Linked DNA regions of Drosophila melanogaster: region 2 is linked to region 1. Evidence: chromatin contacts called from public HiChIP or PLAC-seq data. All regions are on one chromosome and are shown on one strand. Each heading gives the region's core, a stretch centred on a gene start, on an enhancer-like site or on the middle of the called end of the contact. The rest is flanking DNA. Distances are from core to core; before and after follow the strand shown.

Evidence for each region. HiChIP or PLAC-seq counts read pairs in DNA pulled down with a chosen protein or histone mark.
Region 2: a Psq HiChIP or PLAC-seq map of the Kc167 cell line shows a contact between it and region 1, with 2.4 times the contacts expected there. The contact joins two enhancer-like sites. A contact is called at or near these places in 11 of 107 Hi-C or Micro-C datasets (the Clone 8 cell line, the Kc167 cell line, the S2 cell line and 5 more) and 2 of 6 datasets of contacts at active chromatin or transcription factors (both in the Kc167 cell line).

The regions. Positions count from the first base shown.
Region 1 is chr2L:16,518,844-16,526,489 of dm6, reverse strand. All of the region lies in intron 2 of CG5953, which reads left to right. Among named protein-coding and RNA genes, the nearest start is that of mir-4943, 5.8 kb to the left of the region's middle. Within about 2 kb of position 3,174, at least 22 of the 39 cell types and tissues checked have an H3K27ac peak or open chromatin away from gene starts, as enhancers often do. A contact at or near this core is called in the Kc167 cell line, where this site is marked.
Region 2 is chr2L:16,583,905-16,591,550 of dm6, reverse strand. All of the region lies in intron 2 of mtgo (miles to go), which reads right to left. Among named protein-coding and RNA genes, the nearest start is that of CG31815, 18 kb to the left of the region's middle. Within about 2 kb of position 2,785, at least 38 of the 39 cell types and tissues checked have an H3K27ac peak or open chromatin away from gene starts, as enhancers often do. A contact at or near this core is called in the Kc167 cell line, where this site is marked.

The sequences.
Region 1 (7,646 bases), core at 1,925-4,424:
GAAATAAGATGGAGAGTCGGCGTAAGAGAGCGACCACGGTCTGCACTCTCTTTGGCGCTAGCGCTCAGGCAAACATGTGCGCAAGTGACTTGCTATTTCTGCACTGGCCCCACTCTCTGGCGCTCTCTTATTGGCGGTAGTGTTAGTGTGCTCGGCTTGTTTGTGCTCTTTTTTTTGTTGTTGTTGACGATCAAAACAGAATTAAAATTTTACGCATAAATTTTTCTTAGAAATGCGCAGTGGTGTGTGTGCGAGGCATTGGCCCCAGCTCTCTCCCGCGCCTCCTCCCTCTCCATCAGCAAATCTTCCCCTCCCTCTCGCACTGTCTGCCTGCTTGTTGTTGGTATTTTTGTTGCTTTTATATGCGTTGTCGCGCCAGGCAAGCAAAAAGTGTGCGAGGATGAGGAAGGGGGTGTCTTGTGGCTGGGGGGCCCTGACATTTCGTCGCCGAACTCTTCTTCGTCTTCTCCTTCGCCTGTTTTTGCTGTTATTGTTGTTGTTGTTTCTGTTTCTCTGAATGATGAAATGTTTGTTTTGCACAGCGAAATGTGTTGGCGACTGCGACGCCAGCAGAGGAGCAGCAGCACTTGCTATGGTGATTTTTTCACCAGTTTCATTTTCTTCTGTTTGTTATTTTGAGTCCCCTAACTGTAAGGTTGAGATTACCTGTGGGGTTATCAATATGCATATCCATTTTATAGGCACTACCTGTTAAAAAAGTTTTCCATTGCATTCTACACCAAATGAACATACATATTTAACTTTAATAACACTTAGACTTAATTAAGATAGTAACTGAAAACTAGAAATTAGAAATGTGCTGGAGCAGCCCATTTTGCTAGCTAACTTGAAAAGAATAATGCCAAACTAGTTTGCTCAAATAATACTTTCTTTAATTATTTTCAAGTGGTGTATTTAAATTAATTAACAAAAAACCACCGTAGCTATTGACTTTTAACCAATTAATGATTCATACTAACTGGCAACTTCGGGTCTCGAAACTCCGCTACGAACTGGCTCTTTGTTTTGCTGTTGCTGTAGTGACGTTTTGTTTTGTGGTTACCCAGTGGACACCACCTTATGCCCCAACCAACCCCAAGTTTCCACAAACCCCCCTCCCACCCCTTTGCGCCGTGATTCGCTGGAAGCTTTTGTTTTTACTTGGCTCTGTTGTTTGTCAGACTTATCAAAACAAAATGCCAGGAGTTGTTGCTGGCTGCTGCCGTTGCTGTTCGCCGACTTTGACTCTCTTCTGGCTGTTTTCGCTTGTTTTTTGCTGCCGTTTCTGGAAAACAAATGAAATTTTTGCAAGCCAAAGAATATAAAACTTGGCGCCTGGACTTTTTCTCAGCTTTTTGTTTTTACTTTTCCTCGTACTGCGGATTGAGTAGGGCGGGAGGGGGAGGGGGGCGGAAGGCATGGGGCGATCGGGGGCGTGGCTTGTCTAAATGCATGCAACTTGTTTGTCCAAGTCGTGTCACCTTTGGTTTTCTGGTTTTGCGGTCTCAATACAAATTTCGGCACTTACGGTCATCAAAATAGAGCTGTTTAAAAAGTAAAATAAAAAAATTCCTTAAAATATTCTTAAAAGAACTATTTTTTTAAGCTATAATATTCTAATTTGCAAATAATTTGTTCTTAAATGAAATGAAAATAAATTTTATTATGTTTTATGTACGTACATATTATTTATGTATGTACACATAAGCTTGTTTTAAACCTGCTAAGAATGTTAAGTTATTGCATCATTTTTTATTTATAATAGATAAAATATAAAATTGTATTATTTCTTATATGATGCATTATTTTCAAATATATAGTATATTTTGTTTGTTTCTTGCTCTTTGAAAGGGCGTAGTTATCCATGAGCTAATTCGTTTAATGTCTGTTTTTTTGTTGTGATTTTTTTTGTATCTCACTTTGGACAGGATAAAATCGGTTCACACTGGACGTGCTCCCATTTAATCCACTTCCTATGGCATTTTTTTAAAAAACTTTTTCTTCTTCTTCTACCGTTGCTCCGTTTTTTATGTTTTGGTTTGGCTTTGGTCTCGTGTTGTTTTTCTATTTCTGCGTCATTATTATTTGCGTGTGCAGGCAGCACTAACAACGACGCCCACGCCCCCTTTTCAGAACGCCCACCTACGAACAGAGCACCCCGCTCCACCACCACCCACGCCCACCGCCCACCTCCCACTTATTGTTATGTATTTTTGTTCATATTTTGCAATTGTTTTGCTCTGCGGTATTTTCCTCAAGACAAGTGAACAGTAAAAACAAAAACAAGATGATGAAGCCGAAGAGGAGCTGGTGTTTTTGTTATTATTGTTGTTTCGGTTGTTGTCCCGCAATGTTGTGGCTAGCAAACGACTCACGCACCGTCTCACATTTACCACCCACAATTTGCAGCACCCAAATTGAAACACCTGCAAAAAAATAAAAAGTTATTAGCTTGAAAGTAGCCTATTTATTGGAGATATTGGCAAAACGCGTTTTCTTTAGTTTAGGTACGAAGTAAAGTTGATACTTCATTATTTACAGGTTAAGTTGAGTTTTTTAATTTAAAATTGATTTTAAGTACCTTAGTAATTTACCTTTGTTTACATCACCTTTATAGTTTAAATATGAACTCTTCCCTTGAGATATCACGTAAACTGTGTTCTTCATTAAGATATTAAATTAATTGAAAGTTGTTGTAAATATCTAAACTAAAGTCCTTGTCATCAATAATTAAATTAAATGTAAGTCTTAAACACAGATCGATCTGTAGTGTGTAAATTGTTGTCATTAGGCATGTGCATCCCCAATATACAATAGATAAAAAAATATATATAATAAGTATGATTCTTCACTAAATCACTGTTAAAATTCGAAATATTGCTTTGATTTTGAGACTTCTTAACGGTTTTATGTTTGAATCGACCTCGATTTTGAAGTTAATTTATGTTTTGCACGTCCACGACAGCTTGAACTTGACTCGTTTCTCGGCAATGTGTTTTCGAGTGTAGTTTTCTCTTGTTTGTGTTTTCCTACTGTTGTTGTAGCAGTAGCCGAGTATCAAGCTGTTGTTGTAATTCGCGTTGTTTTGTTTTCCCTCGCATTGCCTATAAACCACCCACTACCCACTACCCGCCCCCGCGGTGGTGGAATGAAAAGTGCAAGGCAAATATGCAGCAACTGCGACGCCGGCAGCGAAGTCAGCGTTTGTTTTTGTTTACTCATTCATTGCAAAGTTGTTTAGAGCCGAGCGCGCAGCGTATGGTTTTTTTTTCTATGCATATGTACATATGTATGTATGTATGTACATACATATGTGTGTAGTATGTAGATGGTAATGATGATAGTGATGATGATAGGGTATAGGGTTTGTTGTAGTGGGCGGCAAATCTGGGGCTTTTTGGTGGGAAATTTGCTTGGAATTCGCCAAAGTAGTGATTCTAAATTTAAGCAAGAATTTTGAAGTTTTGGACACAGGAGTGCTAAAAAATTTAATGGCCCTGACAACTCTAGAATTTGATCCTGTGTAATAGTGACAAAAAAGGAGTTTAAGGTTTTTGAAAGTTTTTGAAAAGATGTTCAATATTATGATATTGAAAGATTTGAAAGACCTGGCAACTCTAGAAATCGTACCTGTAAATAGATAAAAAAATAAACAGTTTCAATTCGGGTTGAGGCGCAGTCAGACAGTTCGAACAATAGGAAAAAGCAGATGAAGTTCCCGGAAATAAGTGCTTTTAAGTTATTTTCTTTGGCTTTGGCAACTCTAGAAATCGCACCTGCGTTTTAGTGAGAAAATACAAGACGTTCAAATCCACGTTCGAATACAAATACAAAAATATGTGGGAATAGTGGGGAACTTTCCCAGCAACTAGGGAGCAAAGCTTAATGGGGATTAACCCGTTAACCGAAACACTTGGCAACTCTGGTATTGGCACCTGCCAGGTGACGAAGCCATCTTACACACACACACACACCGCAATGCATTTTCAATTGCAATTTGTTCCACTGTTAATTTTACGACTCCCCTTTCCAGTGTAAATCCCCCATTTTAGATGGTGGTAGTGTGATGGAAGACGAGGGGTTTGGGGGCTTTGTTTGCGGCGCTTGCGCTTGCGGTTTTCATGGCAGTTTCATTAATGTTAGTGTAGCAGTTATTTTTGTTGTTGTTGCGGTGTATGCGCTTTTGCGAAAATATCGCCGTCGTACTTCAAAAACATTGGCGTGAGCAGCCGGATAGATACAGTATAACTTTGGTAATGGAAACTTCTTCGAAATACTCCTTAATATATTTGGTAAAATAACTTGAATTTTTCAAATAAATATGCCAGATAGAATTTCCTGAGATATGTATATTATATAAATACATTTTTTTTATTTCCGAACAGAAAAGATATTTTTTCAATAATCCTCTAATATTTTTTAATCTAAAGAGCAGAGTAGTAACTTCAATATCTTTGTTTTATTAATAGTGTTTTTTCCAGATTAAATGAATATTAGCTTTTAAAATCCAATAAAGTCACTGATAATAGCTCCAGTCCACAGAAATGTTTTAATATTTATGATAAAAACTAAGGCAACGGAATATTGATCTTGTTAGTGTTGAGCGAAAAGAGTTTGGAATGCTTTACTGTAGCAGTGGAAAGAGGTAGCTTGCGACAATTGTGAATGGGGCGGTGTGGAGAAGGGGGGCGTTGGTGATGAGTGAGAGAGGTGTGCGGGGTGTGTGGTGTGTGGTGTGGGCAAGAGGGGGAGGCAGTAGGACTGGGGCGGATTTCGTGCCAAAGGAGTAGAAGCAGCGACGACGACGACGACGCGTAGTTTGTGTAGTGTGTTATTTATTCATTGGATTGGATGATAATCAGTTTGTTTACATTTTTCAGTTGCACACACAATCCGAGCGAAAGAGCGAGCGGGCGCGAGTGTATGCGCGAGCGAGAGCGGGCGAGTTCATTCTCTTGTCTGTTTTATTTTATTTGCCTTAACAAAATAATAATACAGACATGCAAACACGCACACAGCGCACTCACTCACACACACACGCACGCACACTCTGCTCCGAATGCGTAAACAACAAAAGCAGCTGCAACAACAATAGCAACAAGCAGCGGAAAAGAGATGGCGATAGCGGTGGAATGATGGGAAAGGGGGGATTGGGCGGCGTAGTTGAGGAAACTTAAAAACAGCAGCGGGAGCAACAACAAATAAACAACCCAGGTTGAACTCTTATTCTCGGGATGCCCCAATAGGCAACATTCGATTTTTGACATTTGTAGGCGTTTGACGGAAAATAATGGAAAATCGAAAATGGAAAAAGAAAAATATGTACAAAATCATACATTTTAATTTTCAATAGGCAATGTCGGAAGTCTTAGATCGACACTTTTGACAGCTATGTGTTTAGATACATGTGGACATACCATATAACGATAGAAAAGTAATTTCGTAAAAAATAGAGCATATTGTTATTCGGGTTTTCCAAAATGTTGAGGCCCATTTGCTTTGTCGCAGCATTTTGATGGAAAGTTCTAGGCGCCACAACCCAGACAGACAGAAAGGCAAAATCAAAGAGATCGTCGCAGACAGAAAGGGATGGCGCTAGCCAGGGTGGAGCGGGCAGAAAGAGAGGGAGAGCCCGCTTTGATCGCCGCTGACCACATTAAACTTTTTATTGTAGTTGTTGCTGAATTATTTTCGTGTGAGGCCCCAAACGTGGGGTAGGTTAATGCTAATGCCGCGCCTGACCATTAAAAACCCTCTCCGGTTAACTCTCCATCTTTCTGTCCCACTCTTTGGCTTCTTCTAGAAGAAGAATTCTTCGTGCGCTCTCTTTCGCGTGTCAGAAGAGTCTTTGTGAAATAACGCTGACATTTGCAAAAGTTTCTACAAAGAAGAACAACCAAGATGCAGTCTTTACATATCTTTGAATCTAATAATTCAATTAGAAATGCGTTTTTTTTTTAGCTAAAAAAAAGAATATTACATTACCAAATGCATTTTAAAAGTATCCAAAAATAAGTAGAGTTTTGAATCAACAAATTTAATTTGTTACGTTTGTTTAGTTATTTCCTTAATTTTCGATAAATAGACCGTTAATTGCCGTTCTATCGGGCTCTTAATGAGTCACCCGGACTTTGCTTAAAAAAGCACGCTTCTCTTAAATCGTTCTCTTCAGGCCGCAGCTTTTTACTCTCTCTCTCTCTTGGTCGTTCACTCTCTTCCGCGCTCGCACGTTTCGGCTCTTCGAAAATTTTTACTACGCCGCTAGAATAATTTCGGACAAAAATATTACGAGTTCGAGTCGCGTTGTCGTCGCTTTCGCGCACAGCAAACAAAAAAAAGTCTAGCTACAACAAGTGTAAATAGCGATCCCAAGCAAACAAAAAAAAAAAAAAAAAAAACAAAAGCCGAAATGCATTATCAAAACAATAATAATAATAATAATAATGTCATTAATCTGAGATCCCCTGCAATTCCACACAGAATTTCCCCGGAATCCGTAGCAACTACAAATTCTTCAAACGTAAGTTTCTGCATTATTCGATTTGCCGGGGGGAGCTGAGGGGCTCTTTCACAAGGCGATTGTTTGGAAAGTTCGCGCACTTTGCCACCTGTGTGCGTGTTTTGATGATACCCTTCCCGAAGGGTAGACCGATTTATTCAGAACATCGATCAAAAATTATGAACAAGTTCAGGCTTATTTGGTGCTTATATTAGCATGTAGGTTCATAAAATAAATATTTTATTTAATATAATACAAATACAAAACATCGTTAACATTATTTAATGTCCATGATTCGTTACGGTTAAATATTATTTTTATACCTAGAAGAGCATACAAACATCGCCACTCTTAACTTTCTTTCATGTTGTTTTGCTTTTTTCAACTGTGTGCGTGCGTGTGTCTGCTAATTTGTTTTGATCGCTTCGTGTGTTTGTCCATATATGGATATACATTCATACATCTATTGGGTAAAAGCAACAAAAACACGATTTGAGCGCAGTCAAATTATTATTTATTTACCATTATTATCATAATTCGGTACGACTTCGCACTCTTTCGGTTTTAATTTATGTTTCGAATTCACTCAGAACAATGACAAAAACAACTTTTCGCCGAGGATTTGACCGGCATTGGAATGCGATGAGAAAAAAAAAAAACAGAATCCGAAATTTCTAATTCAATTCGTTTTGGGGATATCAATTAGTATTATTATATGCAAATTGCTTTCGACTTTTAACGCGACAGTGCAGCAGGTATGCAAAACGAAATGTTCTCAACAATTTGTTAAGAAAAAGACGTTAATCTCTTGTTTTCCATCGAATTCTTTAATAAAACAAAGTAGAATCGAGTTTGATATAAATTTGGTTCTTATCAAGATATTGTTAAGAATTGTCTTTAATACTTTATTTGTACAAGTTAATAATTACAGTTATCGATTTGATTTTGAAGATCGCAAGCGACCGTTTATTGCAATTTATCATTTGAAACTAAATCTAGCGTACAAAATGTTTCCCTAAGTCCCTAGCAATCAAGTGAAGTCGTCGGCAGCGGCGCAGCAGGCGTCGGCCGCGGCGCAGCGCAGAAGTGTCGATGTCGCGCTTAACCGTTCGTTGGCGTTGATGGCAGCGGAGACTATGTGGAACCA
Region 2 (7,646 bases), core at 1,536-4,035, 65 kb before region 1:
TTCTTGCAGTGTTTACACTAAAGCTAGGGCAGAGAAGGGAAAGAGCTCAAAAAGGGGGTCGCGTTCTAGCAGCATCTTCTTCAAGGCAGCGCTGCAATATGGCCAACCCAACCAATGCAACCCATCCGTCCGTCCAAAGCTGTTGCATCTTGCACTTTGTTGGTAGAAGAAGTTGGTGACCCACACACACACGCACACACAGATACACGAACCGTGTGCGCTGGTAAGCGAACCTGTCGATGTGGTAGTCGAAGCCACTGCAAATTGCATATTTTTCCTCGGCTTAGCTCACGTTTCTCGCTCGTTTCGCAAGCTGTTGAAAAGTTTCCTTTGTCTCGCCGCAATCCCCTCTTCATCCACAATATCTAGTGGATGGATGCACTCGATCTATATGTATATATGCGAGATTTAGCCCGCTCCCTCCCTTTGAAGTTTCGTTCATTTTATTGCAAAGTTGCGGTGCATCTTCTCTGCCTCAGTGTGCAGTGTGGCATAGGGTTTGCTAGGTACCCTGAACAAAAATTGAGCCCATCAATCAATGTTTAAACTAATATAAAAAATTATATAAAAATAAATACACTCAACATGAGAAATTTTTAAATATTTCATTTAATTTTTTAAGACTTTAAAAGGTATATCAACCAGATAGTTATAGTATGGTTGAGTACTATATGTATGATTTGAGAATTGGTTTTCAAATGTAATCATATTTTAGGACAACTTCAGCAGTAGTATGTTTCCAACCTACCCTCCGCTAAGTTATCCAATGTTGTGATGTTTATTTTTTATATTTCCAGCTGTTTGCTCGCTAAACCTTCCTACAACCAGCTTCAACAGACAACTTAACCCCCTGATGCCCCCATCGCTGAAATCTGAAGTAAATCTGTGCTGGGGGATTGTCGTAGGACCTTGGGCGCGATGAGCCCAGTAAGAACCGAACAAGGTGTGCAACAGTTGCAGCTGAATTCTTGCCGATTTTTTCCCTTATTTTGCTCAGTCTTCATTCTTTTTACCTTCATTGTTTGTTTTCTTTATTTTGCACTTTTGCTCTCGTACTTATTTTTGTTGTGTTTTGGGGGATTTCCCAGTTGTCTATCGAAAGCGATTTATTTTTATTGTTATGGCAGACGGACAGAGATTTATGCGCTTACAATACCGATTTTTATACGACTTTTTACGAATATCCATATCGACATTATACGTAAGGGGAATGCGTATTTTATGACAAAATTTATTAAAAGTGATTTTTTATGGATTCCGTTTTTAATATATGTATGAGAGCAGGGCGCAAAACTTACTGGCCAGATCAAGTTGTGGTTTATTTCTTTGCAAAACCCGTCGTCTACAGGATGAACACGAATATTGCGCAAACTTCAGGCGAAACACACACGGCTTGTAGATGGATATAAATGTATATATGTATATACAGACGTGTATATAATCTAATGTATCTTTCACGGGAAGCGTGTTTTCCATCTTCGCCCCGTTGACGTTTGTTTGATGTTTGGTAACCAGCTCGGATCACCAGCAATTCAAAGTTTGAGCATTTCAATTTATTGCCACGAAACGGCAAACATCAGATTGGCGGACAAGCCAGTGGTGCAGTCAAACATTTCAAGCACTTCAAAAAGTTTTCAACAACTTAAAAAAAAAAATGCAAAAAAAAAAATAATAATAATAACCAAATGCAAAAAAATTCGATGTCTTCAAAAGAAAATAAAGGAGAAAACCAAGCTAAAGTTTCTTGACTATCTGAAACCTCTTATTCAGCGAGCAAAAAATGTCAAATTATTTTGGCGTATCAATAGAAACTGGCCAAAAAAAAGCAACAAAAAACTTTTAAAAGTTTGGGCGTGAAAGTTGTAGAGTGGGCGTGGCAATCAAAATGTACATTATTCTAATTTTCTAGCTTTTATAGTTCCCACAGCCTTCGCACGATAAAATGACGGACTGACGAACGGAAGGATCCTGATCAAGAATAAATATACTATATCTGTTGCATACTTTTCAAGGAATTTAAAATACTCTTTTAATCTGCACTACATAATGTTATCATTCAATATCCTTACTTGAACTTAATAAACATATAATTGGAAAATGAAAATATAAACTGTGATTTTAAATAATTTATTTACTATGCTATCATTTTATATTATAAGTATTTTCTTTAAAATAATATTTATAGCGCCATATATACATAGCTACATAGCTATACAAAATTTCATAGATAGCTGATTGATCTATGGATTTTTTCCTCTAAAAGTTGATGCTAGACAGCTAACTTTTGGTATGCAGCTTCAGCTTAAAGACAACTCACTCACACACTCCCATTCTGTTGTGAGTGGGCAAGAAAAAAGGAAACTGCATTGAAACTCATAAATCGAGTTTTTCCAATTTTATCCCACAGCCTCTTTCCCACTTTTTTTCTTCCTCTTCCTCAACTCACATACACACGACAAGGCGACGATTTTTTTTTGCTTTTTTCTTCAAGCAGATTTTTCCCCATCGACTAATTTTTTCTTTTCCAAGCACACATACACATTTTCCAAGACTTAATCATTATTTTTCCAGTGCTTTGCTTTCATTACTTGATCACACACACTAGTGCCTTTTTTGTTGTTTGTTTTGTTTTGGTTTTTTTTTTTGTTGGTTGGTAGGGAGCAAGGAGGGGGTGGTGGTTTTCTTTGGGGTTTTCCTTCCACCTCTTCGTGTTTCCATGTACTTGTCTTTTAGCACTCTTCAGTGTGCATTGATTCCTTTGTTTGCCAACAACAACAAATAACAAATGCATCTAAAGTGAGTTTGTATCCGTATCTGTGTTAGTGAGACGCATCTTCATCTGTGAGCTGACTTGTTGACTGCTCAGTTTGCTGGATTCGATAGCAATAAGAACTACGGTTCTCTTATTTATCTAAGCGACAGGTTGCTCTCTTACTTCAGTACTAGGTATTTGATTTTCCATTTATATTGTAGATCGTGTCCTTTTGTTTTGAAGTTCTTCAATAACTAAGTATCCAAAACTGTAATAACTAATAGAAAGTAAAGCATATAGCTAAAAATTATTTTAACAAAATGTTTAATTTTAATTACATATTTTAGTTCATTATATTCTTAAGCCTTTATATGATTTTATTGTTTCCCTTTTTTTGGACGCTTAATTAGTGAATTCGTATTCCGTGTATTGTTTTTTAATGCCTGTATTTTACAGGTCACTCTCTCCTCCGCTTTTCTCTTTCGCTCTCTGTCTCCCTCTCTTTCACCCTGTTGATCAAGTGCTCAATTATATGACTTGTTGTACTTCTTGGCTTCCATTGACCATTCCGTGATTCCGAAAATCGCATACCAAAGCTTCCAGTGAAACCAATTCCAGTTTTCAATTGGAACAGCAAAAAAAAAAGAAGAAAAACCATCGAAGATTCAGGTCTCTCTGCCTCTCACTCTCTCTCTCTCTCTCTCTCCTTCCGTCTCTGCCACGGGTTCAGACACCCGTAAAGCAGCCAGCGTCATCGCACTTGCCATGTATTTGTATTTGTGTATCTGTGAGATCGCATTGTTGAGGAATTTCCAATTAGAAGCTGTAGACTTGTATAAGAGCGTTTGGGAGAATATAAGAGCGGTGGCTCAAAAGAGAACTTCGTAGAGTGGCTTGTTCGGCCACATTAAATCGGAAATGCCCTGCACGCTAAATTTTTACTTCTTTTACTTAAATGTTTATATGTTTATATATCCATTAAAAAGGGACTTAAAAAAATGAAATCTCAACATTGGGACTTTTTTATTTTTTTCTAGTTTTATAAGCAAATAACGGGCAAAAGCAAAAGCATTTGTAGACGATATCTACGATGTAAAATATTTCTTAGTACAATTAAGCATACTATTTATTACAAAAAAGTGACAAACTATTATATTAATCTGTAAAAACACGGACGTGCATTGTGTAAAATGTCATATTTTTAGTCTTATGGATTTTATATGATTATTTAAACTTTAAGAATAAAATTACCTTTGCGTCCTTTTCTCGAATAACTGCACTGCAATTGCTGTTACCAGCAAGCTGAAGCAATAAACACGAAACCGAAATTATACAATCTTCTAAAGTGTAATAACATAAAATCGAAAGTGAATTTTAATTTAGCTCCAAGTCTGCGCCAAAGAATTAGTAAAATTTTGATTACCCCTAAAGTTGCGCTTGCTGGGAAGCTGTCGTAAAAAGTTGAAAAAATCATTAAACCAAACCCTTTTCTGTGCGCAAAACTGACATAAAATTTAAAGACTTTTTAAAGTCTCATTTTTGTTGTCGGTTGCGAAATTTTTGTATACAGAAATAAATTATTCGAGCTACCGCAATCAATTTGCGTGCTAATAAAAACTCATTAAATGAAGTGCCGAAGCTGTTGCCAATCAGCAATGCAGCCTTCTGGTTACCTTTTGTTATAAATAAAAATAAAGGAAAATCGTAGAAAAAATCAGTGAGCTCGGAGAGCCAGAAAATCTGAAAAGCCGAAACAAAATCCATAAAAAAACAAAGGAGTGGGCGTGGGGCGGTCCATTCCATTCAAAAAAAAAGTCCAAGACCTTTGACTTTTTTTTTGTGGAGGGCGTATTGCGGCCAGTATTATTCTTGGTCGGTTCAACACGCTGGTTGAACCCTCTTGTCTGCTCTCTGCCTTGACACATTTTCAAAACAAAATGGTAAAATAAAAAATCAGCAGAGGTACACGAAAAGACGAAATCACTGAAACTGCAATTGAAGAAACTGCACAAAAGGCTTGAAGTTTGTCAGCACTTTGACATGTTAATTGCATTTACGGTTCATGATCATAATCAGCATCTGATGATGATGGCGATGACTAGGTGACAGCCTGCATTGGCACTCCAACAACCTACAGACTTGGCCAACTAACTGAATGACAAACTTTCCTAGTGACAAAATGACTGGTAATCAAAGCAGCATCTGCTTGAGACACCAACAAATTCGTATTATTGATGACTTGAAAGATATATATATAGTTTCGTAAATTAATTGGTATCTCTTACCGAAATTATCGAATTTTAGAATATAATAATTCTAAAAATCCATAAATCGATCTTTACTTATTTTTAGTGTTAGTAAACAACGATTTCATATCCAGTGCTTCACCACTGACATTTTCACCCAAGATCATATGATAACTGGAATCTTCTGGGACTGGCCAAAAACAAAAAAAAAGAAGAAGAAGAAGTAAACCCGAAACTTGATGGATGTTTTTCTGCGGTGGTAAGTGGGGAAAAAGGAAGGAACGTCGCCACTCGATGTCACCATATGATATGCAATTTAAGCAACAATTTATGATAGCTGCCTAAGCACGACTGCCACAACGATGACAGAGCAACGTTGTTGGGAGTGCAGAAAGTCTGCGAAACCCAAAGGTTGCCACATGAGGAGGCGGCTGATTGAAAGAGATAATAACCCGTAAGATTCAAATCCATTCCGTTGGCTCTTTCCGCACTTTAATGCACTCAAATGTGGGCCGAGGTGGATGACAATTGTTGTTGTGACATTCAACAAACTGAAGTTGGCGAAGTGCACTAGAAGAATTATGGAAAATCAAGATGGAGAAATTGTAAAAGTACTTCTTCAATGGCCATGGGTTCTATTCGAATATAGTCAAGAAAACAAAATCATTAAATTGAGCTCTTAGGAAACTCCGTCTGTCGCAGACATGACTTTCGAGCTTTTCTTCATCATCAACAAACTGCATTTTGTAGACTGCTAAAACACAAGCTGTGGCACGAATAAAACCAATATAAGCCATTTACAATGCTGGCCAGAAAAATGTAACATCAAGTTCGAGAAATCTATTAATTGTAAGAAGTCTAGTTATTGTATTCCGTGCTAAGCCAATGTATATTGTAAACAATTTATTATGTAACTCAGTCTCACTTTGTTTAATACTTAAAAATAAGTGAACAATTCCAAAGAACAATATAATTTTCTGTTGATATTATTTGTAGTATTTTTTCCGTCTATATATTTGTTTTACCTAACAAATGAACGTGGATATATTAAACTAAATAAGTGCGCGTCACGTACAGGACATGTCTTCGTCTTCGGATGCGTTTCTCTTCGCTTGAAAGGACTCTTTTCCTCCGCTTCCCCCCTGTAAGATAGGTCCTCGTTATGTCGTTAACAGCGCAGCGGAAGGGGGGGGGGGGGGTTTGGCGAAATGGGGCCAAAGGAGAACGATGGCATCCATACATGTCAATGCCAGATGCCATTTGGTGCCACTTATCAGCTTAGTGACAACTTCAAAGATACTCTGCCGCGGCGCCTTAAGAACTTCAGCAGAGGCATTCGGTTTGCTTATTGACAGTTTTAAACTTCTTCAGCTTTTAATATCCGTTTTAAATTGCATTCATTTTTAATCGAAGTGCTTCAGCTAATGAGAGCCTATCAAAAGTGTTTTTCATATACTTTGTTAAATCGTTCAGCAAAATATACTCGCCAAGTTGTATATTTGGATAATCCACTCTGAAACATCTGTTCCCAAAATATGATGAATTACCCTTAGAGATGTCAAAGGCTTTGCTCCGCGCACTTTACTATTTCGAAATATATGCTAGTTTAACTTTTCTCTCCTTCTATATATACATATATTCCCATCTTTCGTGGATTAACTTAAAGCTGACAAGGCCAAACTTTATTTTTAGTCCGGCTCAACTTTAGAGCCAGCAATTTTTTTATTGTCATTGTCGAAAATACCTTGAGCAGGAATGAGCTCTTTTTCGACCAAACCACTGCCATCAACTAGGCTTGTGAAAAAAGTTTATAACTTATCCAGCACTGGAAAAAATTGAACGAAATTGAATATGTCATGTAAAAAAGCCCCCAAAATTAAAATTTAAAAGCCTATTTTCCGAAATAAAATTTAATGAAATCAATTTATATTTTAAACTTAAAAAAAATACGATTTTTAATAATTTTTTTTTATGTTCCAATATTAATTTCTGTAAATCTCCTTCAAGTGTAATGTACATAGGGGCAGTGGGAAAGTTTTCACCACTTCAGAGACTTCGCACCGCTCCCGTTGCAAGTTTTTCCAGTGACCTGACCAAAAGCCTCGAGGAGGAAGCGCAGTGACAAGAGATTTAGTTGACTTTTGTTTTGCTACGGAAATGGCAAAATGGCATGACAAAACGAGGAATGCACAAAAGGCATAGGTGGGTGGGTGGACAAGGTGGGCGTTGCACGTCGGCGTTGGGTGTGAAGTGAAAAGGACGTGCAGCCCCAGCTACCTTTTGTCTAGTGCATTTTTCTGTCGCATGTCCCTTGCAAATTGCATGCAGACACGCCACGAGGATGACGACTACGACGTTGATGCGGAATCTTCGCTCTCCATGCACCCCAAGCAAAAAAAAAATAAATAAGAAAAAAATAAAACAACACCCGTCCGCCGCCCACACGAAGGACAAGCAAGGACTTATACGTGATAGTGGAATTTCAGACTAGGTGTTTCCACGGCAGTGGCTTATCCTTCGCTCAGCAGCATTAGAATTTTCTTGACAAAAGACATATGCCAGCAAAATAAAATGAAATGGTGTTGAAAAATAGTCAGTCAACTTTATGATATGTGTTGGCAAGAGGACCTTTAAATCGTGCGAAAAAC